Linked DNA regions of Mus musculus: regions 1, 3 and 4 are each linked to region 2. Evidence: chromatin contacts called from public HiCAR-type data. All regions are on one chromosome and are shown on one strand. Each heading gives the region's core, a stretch centred on a gene start, on an enhancer-like site or on the middle of the called end of the contact. The rest is flanking DNA. Distances are from core to core; before and after follow the strand shown. Region 1 holds the start of Ddx5 (DEAD box helicase 5). Region 2 holds the start of Gna13 (guanine nucleotide binding protein, alpha 13). Region 3 holds the start of Bptf (bromodomain PHD finger transcription factor). Region 4 holds the start of Nol11 (nucleolar protein 11).

What was found. HiCAR-type assays count read pairs that join an accessible place to other places.
Region 1: a HiCAR-type map of astrocytes shows a contact between it and region 2, with 5 times the contacts expected there. The contact joins the promoter of Ddx5 here to the promoter of Gna13 in region 2. A contact is called at or near these places in 1 of 39 promoter capture datasets (erythroid cells) and 1 of 115 datasets of contacts at active chromatin or transcription factors (astrocytes).
Region 3: a HiCAR-type map of astrocytes shows a contact between it and region 2, with 8 times the contacts expected there. The contact joins the promoter of Bptf here to the promoter of Gna13 in region 2. A contact is called at or near these places in 1 of 484 Hi-C or Micro-C datasets (embryonic stem cells) and 2 of 115 datasets of contacts at active chromatin or transcription factors (astrocytes and embryonic stem cells).
Region 4: a contact with region 2 is called in a HiCAR-type map of astrocytes, with 4 times the contacts expected there. The contact joins the promoter of Nol11 here to the promoter of Gna13 in region 2. A contact is called at or near these places in 2 of 115 datasets of contacts at active chromatin or transcription factors (astrocytes and embryonic stem cells).

Annotation. Positions count from the first base shown.
Region 1 is chr11:106,787,053-106,789,752 of GRCm38.p6, forward strand. Ddx5 (DEAD box helicase 5) reads right to left here and starts at 1,442. Exons shown (of 13, transcript NM_007840.3): 1 at 1,221-1,442; 2 at 1-22. The coding sequence starts at 1,264. It overlaps Cep95 (centrosomal protein 95), which reads left to right and starts at 2,200. Exons shown (of 20, transcript NM_177088.3): 1 at 2,200-2,325. The coding sequence starts at 2,307.
Region 2 is chr11:109,361,405-109,364,104 of GRCm38.p6, forward strand. It overlaps Gna13 (guanine nucleotide binding protein, alpha 13), which reads left to right and starts at 1,390. Exons shown (of 4, transcript NM_010303.3): 1 at 1,390-1,852. The coding sequence starts at 1,570. It overlaps Gm11696 (predicted gene 11696), which reads right to left and starts at 2,250. Exons shown (of 2, transcript NR_038097.1): 1 at 1,702-2,250.
Region 3 is chr11:107,130,729-107,133,428 of GRCm38.p6, forward strand. It overlaps Bptf (bromodomain PHD finger transcription factor), which reads right to left and starts at 1,419. Exons shown (of 28, transcript NM_176850.3): 1 at 546-1,419. The coding sequence starts at 1,194.
Region 4 is chr11:107,188,049-107,190,748 of GRCm38.p6, forward strand. Nol11 (nucleolar protein 11) reads right to left here and starts at 1,333. Exons shown (of 18, transcript NM_133702.3): 1 at 1,069-1,333. The coding sequence starts at 1,209. It overlaps Gm39425 (a long non-coding RNA gene), which reads left to right and starts at 1,279. Exons shown (of 3, transcript XR_880257.3): 1 at 1,279-1,471.

The DNA of each region.
Region 1 (2,700 bases), core at 192-2,691, 2.6 Mb before region 2:
TCCAAATCGAGGTGCACCAAACCTACACACACACAAAACAAAAGTTGGGCACATTGTGAAAGATACTGCATGAACAGGTTTGCCCTCACATTTCATCTGCTGCCTTTTGATAGAGCCAAAGTGTGCTTCTGGAATCCTTCCCAACTGTCATTCTAAGGACAGCCACAACTGGCAGCGTTTCTTTTCTGAAGTCCCAAGCACACTCTACTGAGGCCAAATAAACATCGTGGGTTTATCAGGTGGCAAACAGCCCAAACATCTGACCAGATTACAAGGACAAGAGTTAGAGCCTCCATCTTCTCTCCCCACAGAGCTTAGGCATTAGCGTCTAGGAGCTGGGCAAGAAGGGAGGAGCTTAGGAAGGTTATTTTTGCCCGTTTTCATCAAAGGACCTAATCTTAAAGAAATAACGGGGCCGCAAAGGCAATGTGAGCAGCTGAACGAGGCTAGCACGGCGGACAGGGTAGAAAGGGGAACAGGCGCCAGCGAGCCGAGTCTAGGGAAACGCCGCGAACGGCTGCAAACCAAGGTAACAAAATTATATAACGCGAGGGAGAAAAAGAGGAGGAGCCGAAAGCAACCGGGGGAGGAGTCCCGGCCCGGGCGGCGTTCCCGCTGGGGCGGCGCTTCCTTCTTTGTCTCGCATTTCTCTCTGCGCCACATTTTCTCGCCGCTGCCATTTTGAGCTCCTCCGCCGGGCGGGGTAACAAAGGCGCCGCCGCCATGTCCGAGGCCGGCATTTTGTGGCTGCGGCTCCGCCACATGGCCGAATCCGCCGGCGTAGGCCACCCAACGGGGCACAGGGGACCTCGAAAGCGCCCCTTCTTTCCCCCGGGGATACCGGAAGGGGGGGCCCCCCTCAAAAAACAACCCAACGAAAGATTGCGCAAACGACGCCGGGAACCGCCTCAAAGGCGCGGCGCTTCCCGACCGAAAACACTCCTCCGGGTTTCCCTCAACAGCCGCGAGGTCGCCGGGCCGCCCCGGGTCCCGGCCCACCCTCCCGGACCAAAAAAAAAAAAAAAAAAAAAAAAAAAAAGGTTGAACGCCATTACCCGAAGCGTAGCCTTTAACGGCTTTTAACCGGACGTGTGACAAAAGCCAGGCCTCCTTTCAGGAAGGGAAAAAAAAAAATCTAAAGGTCGGTTGGGAAGGCGAGCCTTCGGCCGCGCCGCTCTCCCATCCCCCACCCGGCCTGACAGGTCTCTTGTCACACTCACCCTCGATCCCGGCCGCGGTCTCGGTCACTAGAATAACTCGACATGGCGTCAATGGTGGCGGTGTGCGGGCGGAACCCAGTGAAAGTAGAATCCTGCGGCGACGAGTCGCGGAGAGAAGGCCTCGGCGACGGCGAAGCCTCTGCGGGGGCGTCACCAGCGGAGGGGCCGGTGGTGTCGAGGGCCGGAGCTGCGAGGGCAAGGACCGATGGAAATGAATGAGGTGCCGGCTGCGTCCCGGCAGCCGCTTTTATAGTCTGGACCGCCTCCTCGCCGCAAAGCACGCTGGGAGCCGCTCTATGACCTAATCACCCCGCCCCCCTGGCTCGGAGGCCCTCAACGCCCGCCCGCCCGGGTTCCGGAATCCGCCATGTTCTCGCCCCTCCCCCTCCGCGGGCGGGCGCTCCCTCCCCGGCGCCCGTTTATTACTCGCTTCACGACTGGGTGACACCACTAGAATGCCTCGCCCCGACGCCCTTTTGGCGACACCGCCGTCTCTCGTCTCGCTACACCTCAGACAAGCTGCTTCCCCGTGGCCAGACGGTCCTTAAAATGGCCAGCGCCAGCCATTCCACCGACTCTACTTGAAGATGTTTACGTCTCCACAGACTCCCCCCACGCCCATAACCGAAGGAGACCAGGGAGGCGGAGCTTGGCCTCATCACGTGATCGGACCCAGGGCAAGGCGGATCGCACTACTTCCTCGCTTGGTCTCTCGGCGGAGGAACACCAAACCACCAACTCACCGGAAGCGCGGCTCCAACGCCCCCGGGGAGATCGGCCGGGCTGCTGGGTGACCTGGCTGCCCTGCCCGCCGATCTGAGAACCCGTAAGCGGGATCTTGACCGCGGGGAATGGTATCTGGAGCCCGCAAACTGCCGCCTCAGCGCGTGCTGCGAGGAAGTGCTCCTCTGCTGTCCAATCAGCGTCGAGAAGCCGTTTTAACGTCCCTCCCTCTTCCACCCCTCCTTCCCCGCTCGCTAGTGTCTGCCCCCTCCTCCTCCCGTCGGCTCGACCGAGTTCGACCCTTCTGGGACACCGTCGCCCGCGCTCTCGTCTTGGAGTCCGGCCGCGACCTCTCCTGGCAGTATGGCCAGCTCAGAGGCTGGTGAGTCTCGGCCTGGAGCCCTGGTGGTTTTGTACTGCAGCATTCCGCGGACCTTGGGCTGAATCTGAACCGCGTCTGCGCCGCTGCGGAGGCTCGGGACTGTCGGACACTAGTTGCAGTCGCGCGCGCGGTGGGGGGGGGGGTTCTATGAATTTAGGGTCTCAGCCTCGAAACCTCTTGCGGTTTCCAGACGTGGAACTGAGACTTGGGATGAGATAGGAACTCTTTGTCGAGCCTGGGACACCCGCATCCTGTCTATATAGAGCAGTCAAGATCCTTTCTTGGATCCGAATTTTTGTGGGGTATCTATCCACAGACTGTCTCTCTTTCCCCTTGCTTTGTTTGGACTAAGGCAGAACTTATCTTTATATTGAT
Region 2 (2,700 bases), core at 140-2,639:
TACTACATGTATTGTTTACTGCAGCCAGTGTAGTGAGTGAGTCGTGAGCTACCCAGTCATTGGCCCAAATGGACAGTAACTGATGGACTGACTTATAGTGCTGGTTTTTAAAATTTTAAACTTGTGCATGTCACGGTGTTGACCTCTTTACCCCAACTCCCTAACACACAGGAAGTTCCCAAGTTGCACACGAGTCAGGTCCCAGGAGCAAAACCAGACAGGCATCAACTTTGAAACTGACAAGAATGAAGAAGTTGGCTTCTGAGGTCCTTGCTACAGTCATTCAGCTGTCACTAGTCACGTGTTCCCCAGGAGTCTCTTTTTCAGGTGTTCTGGCCTGATCTGCTGGTATGACAGAAAAAAAAAAGTTTCTTGTCTGTCATATCCTCTGTAATCCGGCAGGAAACCCAAAATGTGCCTGCTGCAGTCCTAGGCTGAGCGCTTATCTGCTTCCTTGGGAAGAACGTGCATCAGAGTGTCCGGTTTAGGGGGATTTTCAACATGACCTCACCCTCTCCACCATTCACTGACCTCAGAAGGCATTACCCAAGTCACAAGTGCAGCTCGGATGGGAATCTAATGAGTGAGCCAGCCGCCAGCGACCTTCCTGGCACATCTCACGAGAACATCAACTCCAACTTCCCCTCAAACCAGGGCAGGTTATCAATAGTGCCCTGAGCTGCTAGGGTGAGGTGTTGATCAATAACGACATCTGACATCTACTTATCCTTCCAGATTCGGGATGGTTAGGATGACAAGGGGGCGGGGAAGGGTCGCTGCTAATTAAACGCACGATCTTGAAGGAAAGCTCTTGCCTGCCGGTAATACCAGAAACGGACAGGGAGGCTGAAGCAAGACGATTGTCACAAATTTAAGCCAACTTGGGCCGCAGGGATCTTGTCTCAAGAGTTAAAACAAAACAAAACAAAACAAGGCAAACTGTAACGAAGGAAGGCTTGCACTGGTCGGGTGCGGGGATGTCCCAGCCAATGGTCTCAAAATAGGTCGCGTGAAGGTGACAGCAAGCGGCGGGCGAGTAACTATGGGAAAGGGCAGTGGGATCTGTAGTGAGAAAGATGCCCCAGCGGAAAGGGGTCAGGATGGGCTTTGCTTACTCGCCTCGGGGCTCCGGGAAGCGGTGGCACTAAAGGGAAACAGAAACTCTGGATCCGCAGGCGCGCGCGCCCAGCCTGGCCCACGTGACCCGGGCTCCGCCGCTCTCCGAGCGCGCTCCCGGCTGCACAGGAGCGCGTGACTCCCGCCGCTGCCGCTCCCTCCTCCGCTCGGCGTGCCTGCGTGCGCGTACCCGAAAGGCAGCGGGCACGCGCACGCCCAGAGGGCCGCCGCCCCTCCCCGGGCCCGCCCTCCCTCCCTCCCTCCCTCCCTCCCACCCTCCCCCGGCCGGCGCGGCCCGCCCTGGCGAGTCAGTCCTCGGGTTCCCTCCCTCCCCGGGCGCGCTCGGGCCGCCGCTGCGCTCCCCGCCCTCCAGCCGCCTTGCCGGAGCCGCCCGCTGCCGGAGGAGGAGGTGGAGGAGCCGCAGGGGCCCGCCGAGGCGGCGGCGGCGGCAAGATGGCGGACTTCCTGCCGTCGCGCTCCGTGCTGTCCGTGTGCTTCCCGGGCTGCGTGCTGACGAACGGCGAGGCCGAGCAGCAGCGCAAGTCCAAGGAGATCGACAAATGCCTGTCGCGGGAGAAGACCTACGTGAAGCGGCTGGTGAAGATCCTGCTGCTGGGCGCGGGCGAGAGCGGCAAGTCCACCTTCCTGAAGCAGATGCGGATCATCCACGGCCAGGACTTCGACCAGCGCGCGCGCGAGGAGTTCCGCCCCACCATCTACAGCAACGTGATCAAAGGTGCGGGGCGCGGCGGGGCTCGGGGACCCCTGGGGAGCCGGGCCGGGCACCGCCCTCATCCGCCGGGTCCCCAGTCGGAGGAGACCGAACGGGATCAGATCGGACGGGCGAGCGGGTGGGCGCGCCTTGGGCACCGTTCTGTGCGCCCTGTTGCCCTGGTCCCTTCGATCCGGGACGCCCCGCTGTCCCCCCCGTGCTACCCCGGTGAGGGTCACGGTCGGCCCAGCACTCCGCGGCTGGCCTCGCCCCCTCCAAGAGGGAAGTGCGGCGAGTAGGGTGACTCGGGGCAGCGGGGCAACTTGTGTCCTCCCTGCACTCCGGGCAAGACCACCCATCAGTAGCCCCAGGTCCTACACTCCCTATCCCTTCCTATCCTTCTTTCCTTTCTGCCCGTCCCTGGTGGGTGACCCTAGTAACCGGGTATGTTACCCTTCCAGCTTTGGGCTTCCTAGGCCACCTCTTGACTTAAGCAAGTTCTGGAACGGTTGTAATGAGGAAACTTTTTTTTTTTTTTTTTTTTTTTTTTTACCCTGAGACTCTTGTCAAGGGCATAGAGTGACAGCCTCTAGAGCCTTTTGGGGCAAGAGTATGAAACTCACGTTTACTGAACTGGCATCAGGAAAGTCTATTAAAAAAAATTAGCGCGAGTGGTTTTATCGGCTCATTGCTACAGGATGTTTGTAATCACAGTTCAACATGTTGCACACTTTTTTTTTTCTTAATAACTCGAGACAGGAGAAAAAAACAGTATCATTTCATATCATTTCTAATGCTTTCATGAATTTATGTTTAAATACATGTGCTGGACTGCATGGTGGGCTTCACAAATCCTGTTGAACAGTATTTTA
Region 3 (2,700 bases), core at 169-2,668, 2.2 Mb before region 2:
GAGAACGTCTAGGTGTGGTACCACCATCGAAATTCTCTTTTAAGGAACAGATAATTTTTCTTTTAAATCTAAAACAAAACGTATTAGACATGCAACGGTTTGCAAAGCAGGAGGCTTCTTTCATCGCAAAATAAATAAATAAAATACTCGTACCAAAACAAGGGGAGAAAGACGAACTCAATGGATACTTGTGTGCCAAAGTTTCAATCCTGCCTGGTGGAGCCACCGCACTTGGCACAAATTTTGAAGGGGATAAAGAGGGAGGGGGGAGAAGAGCGAACGAGTCTGTGGCCTGCAAACTGCAACAATGCAATCTCCATTTTGAACAATGCGCCTCTTTCCTCTTGCAAATCTAGTTTTGTTTTTGTCTTTTTTTTCTTTTTTTTTTTTTTTTTTTGTCACTAGACGCGCCGTGGCCTCCGCGTGGGGGACAGGCCGGGAAGGGGGGGGGGAGCTAGGAAGCAGGATGCACTGCACTGGAGAGGGAGCAAGCCAGGGGGAGGGAGGAGGTGGGGAAGGAGTCTCCCGGCGGCCTGGGTGGTTACCTGGAGTGCTGCTGTATGTACTATGGCTCCTGAAGCTGCTTTCCGTGCAGTAACTAGCGTCGTCGTCGTCGTCTTCCATCTCCTCCGGATAATCGGAGTCATCGTCGTCTTCTTCCATGTCATCTTCCTCCTCGTCCTCGGAATCCTGGGTCTCCTCGGCGTCGCCATCCTCCTCCTCCTCCTCGTCCTCCTCCGAGACCATGTCCTCCTCCTCGTCGTCGTCGTCACTCTCGTGGTCATCGTACACCACTTTGTTGACGGCGCGGCGGGCCGGGGTGGTCCGGGCCAGGTGGCCGCCCCCGCCCCCCGTCCTGCCGCCCCCGCCTCCTCGGCCCCCCCGGCCCGGGCCGCTGGCGCTGCTGCCGGAGGCCGGCGGTGGCGGTGGCGGCTGTTTCCTGCGGCCGCCCCCCCTGGGCGAGCTCAACCGGGTCTTGGGCGCCACCTCAGCCTGGGCGGCGGCCCACCTGCCCCGACTGCTGCCGCGGTGCCGCGAGCGCAGCCCCCCTATGGGTCCGGAGGCGGGCGGCGGCGGCGGCGGCGGTGGCGGCGGCGGTGGTGGCGGCGGCGGCGGCGGCGGCGGGGCCGGGGCGCAGCGCTCCGCAGCAGGAGCCGCGGGCTGCTTGGGCGGCCTGCCCCGCCGGCCCCTCATGTCGGAGCCGCGGCTTGCGGGGGGGTGGGGGGGGAGCGGAAGGGGTGGGGGAGGGGCGCGGGGGGCGCCGGGGCCGAGGGGGAGGGGAGGGCGCCGGGGTCCGGGCGGGAGGGGCGCGGCCCGGCAGCGGCGGGGTGGAGGGAGAAGGCTCAGTCCGAATTGCCGGGGCCCCGCTCCGGATCGCCTGCAGCCGCCATCTTGTTTCTTCCCTCTCGCTCGGTGACTGGGGGAACCGACAGCGGCCGCAGGCCCGGAGCGCGGTCACGTGAGCTGCGCCGCCCGACGAGCCTGGGACAGAGCGAGGCGGCGCGGCGGCCGCTAGGGGGAGCGCGGGAGCGGCGCGGCGGGGGCGGGGAGGCCCCGGAGCGCCCCTGCGCGGCTGCACGGCGGCGGCGCAGGAGCGAGATGGGTAGCGTGGGGTGTCCCCCCAGGCTGGGGTCTCCTCCTGGGAGACCACCTCCCCCTCAGCTGAGGTCTTAGGGAGACCTCAATGCGTGTCTCCCAAACCGGGGCCGGAAAACAGGGAATTTTCCTCCCAAGTCGCCGGTCCTTTTGGGAAACTAATGCAAAAAAAGGGGAGAGGGGCGTCTCGCGTAGAGGCACGACTTACAGACTGGGGGCAGTCACTACGCAAAGCCACCCACGCAGGTACAGGAGCTGGAGCTAAGTCAGTCCCAATAGAGAGCTCCCAAAGGCTTGGATCTAGAGGGTCCTGAAGTTGTTCCAGGAATGCACGCTGGGAGCCACACCCCCAGCGTGGTTTCACTGACTTTCCTGAGTTCCCACCCTCAGAGCCCGGGGTTAAATTCCAGAGCGTGGTTCCTAGCGGCCTCCAGGCACCTTTCTCTCTTCCCAGCTACGAACTTCCACACCTCAGCCAGAACTTAAGGATAGGAAGGATGGCGTCCTGTCTAGAATTGGCTTCACAAAGTTATGTGTTTGTGTTACCTGGAAATAATGTCTACCTGACAAATTACCAGTCTTGGTTTGACCTAGGGTGCTAGTCACTAAAGTGAAATCGCAGGCACATGCACCAAATGTTGCTAAATTGAGGTGGCTCAACACAGGGTCCTCGGGGTGGACTCTGGAAAGAAAAGAAAGGTTTAAGGAACCTATATGAGTGATTATTAATAGATGTGAGAACAGAAAAAGTAATTTGAAGAAAAATCGTTAATAGGATTCAGCCCACTAACTAACTGACTTATTACAATATAGTTCGGTGAATAGAAATGAAGTGAAAATTACTAATTGCCAACTAAGTTATTATGTATTCACTTTGGTTGATCTCTGAGAGTGGTAAACTTACCCACAGGGACCTCATAAGACACCAAAGGAAAGAAAGTAAGCCACAAGAGTTCTTGGGTAAACAAAGGCTGCAGCTATAGCAATGCAGGCCCAAATAAGCAGATCTTCTGATATTCCTTGGTGATAGTGGGTGTTTTATTTTGTTTTATTAGGGCAAGGTCTCGCTGTAAGGCCCTGGATAGCCTGGAAATCACTATGTAG
Region 4 (2,700 bases), core at 83-2,582, 2.2 Mb before region 2:
GTCATCAACTATTGTATTCCTATGCAGAAACTGCCAAATTAGTAGACAGCCCCAAGTTTGAAGGGAAGTTTAAACCAACAGTATAGGGGATTGTTGGCAACCTGTCCCCAAAACAATAAAACACTTGGGTAACTTTTTTTTTCCTGAATAACTTAGTTTTTCGGTTGTTCCTGTTGTTTTTACGTACACTGGTGTTTTGTTTGCTTGTATGTCTGTGTGAGGGTGTTAGATCCCGTTGTTACAGTTGTGAGCTGCAATGTGGGTGCTGGGAATTGAACCCCAGTCCTCCGGAAGAGCAGCCAATACTCTCTCCAGCCCTTGCAGATGGATAACTTTTTTAATGACACAAGAAACTGTTCAGGGGCATTGGTGGTGGTGGCACACGCCTTTAATTCCAATGCATCTCTATGAGTTCGGTTTACAGAGTCAGGACAGCCAGGGCTACACAGAGAAACCCTGTTTCGAAAACCCAAAATACTAACCAAAATGACGACAACAACAACAAACTTCAAAACTCCAGCTTAAAAAACGTGCTTTGTAGATGATTGCTATAACAAGGCTCTACGTATGCTTGTTGAGCCGGGAATCAGGCTGCAAAGCGGGTGAGACTGCGACTTTCACAGTGTGATGCAGAACTGTCCAATCTTTCTAGGACACCAAGAAATCCCTGCCTCTTCCCACCATCCGACTCACCCCGCCCCCGGGACCCCAAGGAGCGGAGGATGTCCTGGAGAACACACATTTTCAACCTGTCAGTGTCATGCAAGCTGCTGGGTGACAGACGTGGTCCCCTCGGCCAGGCTCTGTCCCCGGGGAAAGGGGAGGCACAGGTCCCCAGCTCATCCCATGTGCACCCAGACACCGCCGCACGTCACTCGGAAATACGCCGGTCCTCACTACTGACAAACAACTTCTGAACCTCATGCGGCGTCCCGCCGACTCTGTCGCACCCCGGGTCTCTGTCACGCCCGCTCCCGGCTTTCCTTCCCAAGTGTGAGAAACTCAAGCCTCCCGCCCCCGGCTTCGGACAGAGGCGAGACACCTGCCGGCCAGCCCCACCGTCCTCACCTTGTAAAGGACGACGGTCCTGCCGCTGTCCGTCACTAGGAACTGGTCGGCTTTGTCAGTCTGCTCTACACCTAGGAATCCCTCAGGCCCGGCGCCTAAGACTCCAGTAGACAACGTGAATTCTTCTTCCAGGGTTGCCATTTTGGGTTGGCCTACAGCCCGGGCATGCTTCCCGGCAGCCTTTGTGCTTCCTCTCGCGAGAGCGACCGACACCAAGGAGGAAAATCAGCTCGAGCAGAACTGCGACCCCTGGCGGGCGGAAGAGGAGGAGGCGAACACCGCCCAGTGGGTGGAGTCTAGACCACGTGCGAACGCTCAAGACCCTCGAGGCCACGCCTCCCGGCTAGTAGAGACAGAAATCGCTGAGTCGGCTCCCTTGCCCTCTTGTTTCACCTCTTGGAAGGTGAGAGATAAGTTTAAAAACGGCCTGATATAAAAAAAAACATATTTTAAAAATATGCTAGTGAACTCTAAAAAGTCCTACCACAATATGCCAGAAGGGAAAAATATTAACCTGCAGATGGCAGTTAAGGTTCTGTTTCAAAATGCCTAATCTCGCTTACCCTAACCCTCCAGAGACGGCTAGTTCGTGGGCATTTATTTTAACTATCGTTTTTGGTGCTGGTAGAGAAATCTTTTCCAGATTATCAGAATGTACAACTCTTTTGATTAAAAAAACAACAAAACAAAACAAAAACCCGAAATCTAGCTGGGCGTGGCGGCACATGCCTTTGATCCCAGCACTCTGGAGACTGAGGCAGGGGGATCTCAGTAAATTCGAGATCAATTTGGTCTACATAGAATTCTAGGCCAGCCTTAGCTACACAGAAAGACTGACTATCTTTTTTTTTTTAAGTTTTTATTTATTATTATACATAAGTACACTGTAATTGTCTTCAGATGTGCCTGAAGAAGGTGTCAGGTCTCATTACGATGGTTGTGAACCACCATGTGGTTGCTGGGATTCGAACGCAGGACCTTTGATAGAGCAGTCAGTGCTCTTAGCACTGAGTCATCTCGCCAGCCCCAAGACTGACTGTCTTTAAAGGTTTTTTGTTTTATCTTTTTTTTTTTTTTTTTTGGTTTTATGAAACAGGGTTTCTCTGTATAGCCCTGGCTGTCCTGGAACTCACTCTGTAGACAAGGCTGGCCTTGAAATCAGAAATCTGCCTGCCTCTGCCTCTCAAGTGCACCACCATGCCAGGCTTGTTTTATTTATATGAGTCCACTACAGCTGTCTTCAGAGACACACTAGAAGAGAGTGAATCAAATCCCATTACAGATGGTTGTGAGCCACCATGTGGATGCTGGGAATTGAACTCAGGACCTCTGGAACAGCAGCCAGTGCTCTTAACCTCTGAGCCATCTCTCCAGCCCTAAGACTGTCTTTAAGAACAAACAAAAAAAGAAACTTAGCAGGACTTGCCCAGCCCTTGGCAGGCTGAGGCAGACTGATCGACAGGTTGGCAGCCAGCCTTGGCTCCTGGGAGATGCATTCACAGAATGAAATCAACAGTGCTCTGTGCTCACGTTAGCCATGCTTCCATTAACCTCAGTATGGGTGAAGAATCACACAAGTTTCATTTCTGAAGATTCCCCCACTCTCTGACAGACAGCTAAGGCCAGGACAGT